Regions from separate parts of the Zea mays genome. Here region 1 is linked to region 2. A link is a contact called in public Hi-C data. All regions are on one chromosome and are shown on one strand. Each heading gives the region's core, a stretch centred on a gene start, on an enhancer-like site or on the middle of the called end of the contact. The rest is flanking DNA. Distances are from core to core; before and after follow the strand shown. Region 1 holds the start of LOC100280148. Region 2 holds the start of LOC100382102 (dyggve-melchior-clausen syndrome protein).

Region 1 (2,954 bases), core at 363-2,862, 650 kb before region 2:
ACAAGAAGCTCTGACTTAACATCAACCAAGCCCCTAATATGCCACCCGACCTCCGTAGAAAAAAACGCAGCGTGTCATCATTGCCAAGCTTTGTTGCATCCCACAATCAAAGCAACTCGGACTTCTGCTGATGTGTGTTTCCTCTGTATTAACTTGATTCTCATTCATTCATTCACTCATGTTATGTTCATGTGCAGTAAATCATGATGCTGGATCATCTGGCTCTGCTAACCCACTTCCTGTTGCCGCTACAAAACAGTCTGTTGATGGAAACACTCTACGTGCAAAGCTGGAAGTTAACAAATCACACCTTGCAGAGCCAAGCACAGAAGTTGAAGCAATATATTCATCTACAGAAGTTGACAAACTGCCACTTCCAGGGCCAAGCATGGATATCGAAGTAATGGACTCAACTCTTGAAGTTGACAAACTGCCCCTTCCAGAGCGAAGCATGGATGTTAAAGTTGTGAATTCGTCTCTGAAAGTTGACAAACTGCACTTTGCAGAGCCAATCACAGAAGCTGAAGTGATCCACTCATCTCTGCAAGTTGATGAACCGCTCATTCCAAAGCCAGGCATGAGCTCATCTCTAGAGAACACACCTGCTGTGAATGGCCACTCAGCCCCCATATCCCCAACCATTACTCCTACTCTAATAAGCGTGCCAACAGCAACCATGCCTGTCAGCAATGACAGATGCGGTTGCTACATGTCAACCAACAGAATCCAAGTCTACCCTCGCCACACTGATATGGTTATCCCGGAAGGCGCGGCCGTGCTTCCCATCAGCGATAATCAGTGGGTAGCTGTCAGCCTACCTTATTCCATGGAACAAAGGTGAGACAAACCCAGGGAGACAAAACCATCCATAAATAACTAAATATCTTATGCAAATAATATCTCTGAACCCCACGTTATAAGTTTACTGGATTTGGGTTTCAAAATAATATCTCTGGGATTGCTCACACCGGGAAAATGCAGGGATTTCTGTTGCCGTAATCCGGACTGCCACTTAGGAAGATAAAAGCAGACAAAAGGATGGATGCTTTGTGATGATTATATAGCTTGTGATGCTGAGCATTGCCCGTGATGTACTAAAATCTAGTGTAACAAGACTGCCTTGCGCTGGACTACGATTAGTGTCCCTAATGCGGAGACTTGTGTGACTCCTATTGTATCTAGATTAAGCTGTACTTGTTTGACTATGTGCGGAAGTCTTGAGTTACACTCCTATAGTAGAGGACTTGAACTCTGGATGGACCATCCGCAACATTTATCATGATCAGACTTTTTTCATACTTCCTACTTGAGCTTGTTGTCTTTCGGAATGCTTCTGTATGTTGATATGCGCCCGAGTTTGAGCATCTGCTGGATGCGGTCGGCATGCTGTTCGTTTTGTTCTGCGAATTGCGATTTGTTCAACTCTTCCCAGCACACTTCCTCAGCAAGACCTCTGCGTCGAATGTATAGAGAGGACCGAATTGGAGCGTTCACCCATTCGCGTAAATTGTCTTGTGAAATGCTTTCCAGTTGAATGCCAAACGTCGTTTCGTACCGTGTGCAAGTGCAACAAATGCTGTTTCCATCTGCCTGCCCTCTTTCAGCGCGTGCCCCCGAATGTTCCTTCCGAAAGCACCGCGCTCGCCTACAGATCACGACACCTCGCACCGCCGCTCCCACTTCCGGCCTCGCCGGTGCGTGCATGTGCGCGCCAGGGACGCCAATTGAGCTCGGCTCCAGCACGCAATCGGCTGCAGAGTGAGCTCAGAGCTCACCCTCTCCCTCTGCCGCTGCTCCGCTGTAAGTCCCGGCTTGCTACTAAGCTAGCTACCAGCAGCGTCTGCTGCCTCCTCCTCCTGCTGCTCTCAGGGAGCTCTCCGTTTAGACCAGCTCGTGTGCTTCTTGGGAAGAGGTTTCCGCGTTGCTGTTTCTTTTTCAGCCTCGCATTAGGATTTCCAGGGAAATCGGGGGATGCCACTATAGTGTCCCGCTGTCGGCTAATTTGGCGGCCAGTATTTTATAACTAATGGGTTGTTCGCTTCCAGCTGTAAACACTATAGAAACAGGTATGGATTAAAGCCAATCGAATAGGCTATAAGATCTATAGAAACATGTATGGATTAAAGCCAATCGAATAAGCTATAAGATCTACTGAGACATGTTGACTTCGTTACCATGTTAATATATCATATTTTTCGTTGACAACACGACTGAGGCCCTGTTTGGAAGCAACCCAGATTTAAAAAAACCAATTTTTATCTTTTAGATAGGAGAAGCCAGCTTCTTGGTTTTTAATAAACTAAGAATCTAATATCTATAAACTGAGTCATAAACTGGTATGTTTGGAACTACATCAATTTTTATAAACAGTTTGTTAAAAACTGGGTGCTTCCAAACAATGCCTGAGTAGCACCATCAGTCTAGTTTCTTTTTTATCCTTGCTGATGATTAGTGACGCGGTACTCGCCGTATGCTGTCAAATTCTTCTATTCTTTACCTGCTGGGAAATGGTTCTCATTTAGCCGTGTCCAATGTACGTATTTCACTGTAGTGATACGTATCTGAAAACTGCACTTCTGTGGACACTGATAGAGATGCTGAAACTTTGATCTGTGAACACATTCTCAGTGTGAAACCCTTCTTTTACGAGTGACTTAGCAAGTAAGGGGTAACAATAATTTTCCCTCAAGAAGATAATGCCATCATGTGTTTTGCTACATGTTAAGGTGTGCTTCGTTTCTTGTAGAAGATCAGCGGGGGACGTGGGTTACAACTTAATTAGATCACGTCTTGAAGCTCATTTGTTGTGTCCTTCGAAAGAAAACCATTTTCTTTGTTCATACACTTGCACTTCCTTTCTGATATGCATGCTGATTTTGAATTATCTAATCTCTAATGATTCATTTAGGGCCTCTTGAATTCTGTTCATGGTTCGGGGATCAAGACCATTAGGC
Region 2 (2,856 bases), core at 242-2,741:
GAAGTGACAATAGAAAAGAATTTGATAACAGGTGATAATGCAGTCGCCCCAGCTGACTTGGGCGAATGGTTACAGGAGCGTGAGATCAAGACAAAGGTCATCAAATTGCATCTCCTGCGCGCTCAGACGCGTATGAAGCGGCAGACACACAAGCAGCGCCCCGAACATGAATTTGCAGTCAGTGACATGGTGTACTTGAAGTTGCAGCCTTATATTCAATCATCTATGGCTAAGCGATCCAACAACAAGCTTTCCTTTCGGTTCTTTGGTCCATTCAAAGTCTTGGAGTGTATTGGTATCTTCAGTTACTTGAGTCAAGTGCTATGCATCCAGTCGTTCATGTGTCTCAACTGAAGATAGTGGTGGGTCGTAATCATGTTGATGTGCCTCATTTACCTCATGATACTATACGTCTTCAGGTACCTCAGTAGATTCTACAACGCAGGATGATTACCAGAGGCGGAGAATTGATCGTTCAAGTTAAGGTGCGCTGGTCCGGCCTAGACATAGCCTTGGCTACATGGGAAGACACAGAAGAACTATGTGCCAGGTTTCCGGAGGTGCCAACTTTGGGGCAAGCGGCTGCTCAAGCAAGGGGGAATGCGAGCAATGACGACCATGTAGCAAGGGAGCAAGCGGAGAAGACAACGTCTGTGTCAGCTGTTCCGATGGACCGGCAAGGGGCGGGAAAGGGAGCACGTGAAAGACGTCCAAATACTAAATATCTCGGGCCGCAGTGGGCCGTGTAATTGTTGGGCCGTGCGTGTTGACAGAGCCTGGCTGTAATGAATCATATAGATAGATATGCTGAGACACATCTGAGAGGGTTAAGAAATAACACAGAACACAAATATTTTCCCTCTTCCAAGTTATCTCTTCTTCTTCCTCTGCCTATTCCAGAACCTTCTAGAAACTGCTAACAAGAAGTTAATAGGGACCCCATACTGTTAACTCGTGAGGAATTACATATTAGGGTCAGAGTATGGAAAAAATCTCCATGAGTATAAATATGGGATAAAATCCTCAACCATCGGATAAGCGAGTATGAGTATGGTCTAAACTCGATTACCTAGGGTAATATTCACTCAGTAAATTAGATGTGTAGTCTAACAGACAATAAGTACAAGAACTAACCCTACCTCTTGTAATCCTTTTAAAAACCAATCCTCCCAAACCTAGACGGTGACGGTATATGTGTCACCTCGTTTTTGCTGTTTTGTATGATTAAACAATGTTTTTCTTGTCTGATGTCAAATTTATTGGTAATGTATTGTTGGTGGATGTCGTATAACTGTTAATATCATATAAATTATAATGTGATAATGTTTTTCTTGTAGAGAATGTTGACCCAATACTTGAATGTTTATGAGTATAAGATGAATCCTATATTAATATATATATAAGTATGAAGATGAGAAGGAATATAACTTGGATAGATATGAGACGTCCTCCTTGAGCTTGGACACGGAATTGGCTATTTCCCTCATTTCGTAGTCCGATCAAAACCTCCTCAAACCCAACGCACCGACTAGTCGCTACGCTCGCACGTCGTACCCGACCTCATTCCCTTCCCTTCCCTTCCGCCCGAAGTCTCCACGCTCCCTTTCTCCCGTTTAAAACCTTCGCTTCGTCTCGACTCTACTTGGCCGGCCATTTCCTCTCGCCCAGTCCTCGCTCACGTCAAACCCTAGGGCCCGGGGCCTCCTACTCGTAGGCTCAGATCCAATGGGCGCGGCGCCGTCGACGCCGAGGCTGGGCGCGGCAGGCGCGGCGCCGTCGCCCAGCGCGGCGGAGCAGATGTTCACGGCGCTGGTCGGCGAGAAGGCCTACCCAATCTCCTCCGAGTTCTGGAAGCAGCTGCTCGAGCTGCCCCTCACCCTGCAGTGGCCGCGCGACCGCGTGCTGCAGGCGTGCCACGCCTTCGGTGAGTACCATCCCTCGAGATCCACGTCCAACCTGAGGAAATTTCGCGGCTGTGCTGATTGCTTCCTTGTGCTGTCGCGTCAGATGTTTTTACTCCCCCCTTCCTTTGAGTGTTTTGATCTGTGGGGTAATGCGGATCATGATCATGTGGTTTGTGTGGCTGGGGATCGTCGTTTGCACCGCGCGGTGGGTTCACGTCTTTGAGGCGAACCGCTAGATTGGCAGGGCGTTTATGGCATGTTGGCTACGCTGATTGTGTCGTTGGGAGTTTTTTTTAGGTGTCGATTTCTGCGGATTTTGAGGTTTCTGTGTGTTTATTTTATGATGGGGATCCTGCGGGGTTTAGTTGCCGTTCTGGCGAATTTCATGCTGGCTTGTTGGAATCGGTGAGGCATGTTCCTAATTACTCCGAGCCTAGCCTGGCCTTGATTTTGTTGCAAATTATGCTATATTGGCATGTTCGTAAACTGTGTTTGTTTTTACTTGAACTGACCGGGTTTATTTTTACTTGAACTAGCTCAGCGAGTAAAATGTGCAATCCCCGTTTTTGGTAACTGACCGCTTGAGGAGAAGGGAAGTGATGATTAAAACTGAACATTAAGTGCTAGCTGTCTAGCGCTAATTTTGGACATTTGATGGAAACACTGCGAACTACTGTATAATTGATGATTGGTTTTGTAATTCATGGTGTCAAATGCTTGTGGTTTGAACCACTTGAGACCAACGATTGTGCTTCATGCCCCCAGTAATTAGTGACCTTGCTGATGTGCCAATGCAATGGCGATACACTGCATACTGTTTCGAACTCCCACTTTAGTTCGCTTGATGCTCTGCTTTAACATTTATATGTTTGGATTTTCAAATATATTTAACTCGTAATTATCTATGCTTATGGGTCTTAGTTATGTGCATCTGCAGCCGAGAATAACTACC

Evidence for each region. A called contact is a pair of places that touch in the nucleus more often than the background predicts.
Region 1: a Hi-C map of ear shows a contact between it and region 2, with 2.0 times the contacts expected there. The contact joins the promoter of LOC100280148 here to the promoter of LOC100382102 in region 2. A contact is called at or near these places in 3 of 25 Hi-C or Micro-C datasets (ear, leaf and tassel).

The regions. Positions count from the first base shown.
Region 1 is chr3:197,868,383-197,871,336 of Zm-B73-REFERENCE-NAM-5.0, reverse strand. LOC100280148 reads left to right here and starts at 1,612. Exons shown (of 11, transcript NM_001153080.2): 1 at 1,612-1,800; 2 at 2,909-2,954. The coding sequence starts at 2,928. LOC100383324 reads left to right here. Exons shown (of 5, transcript NM_001175982.2): 5 at 198-1,297. The coding sequence ends at 841.
Region 2 is chr3:197,214,973-197,217,828 of Zm-B73-REFERENCE-NAM-5.0, reverse strand. LOC100382102 (dyggve-melchior-clausen syndrome protein) reads left to right here and starts at 1,491. Exons shown (of 18, transcript NM_001174863.1): 1 at 1,491-1,924; 2 at 2,842-2,856. The coding sequence starts at 1,726.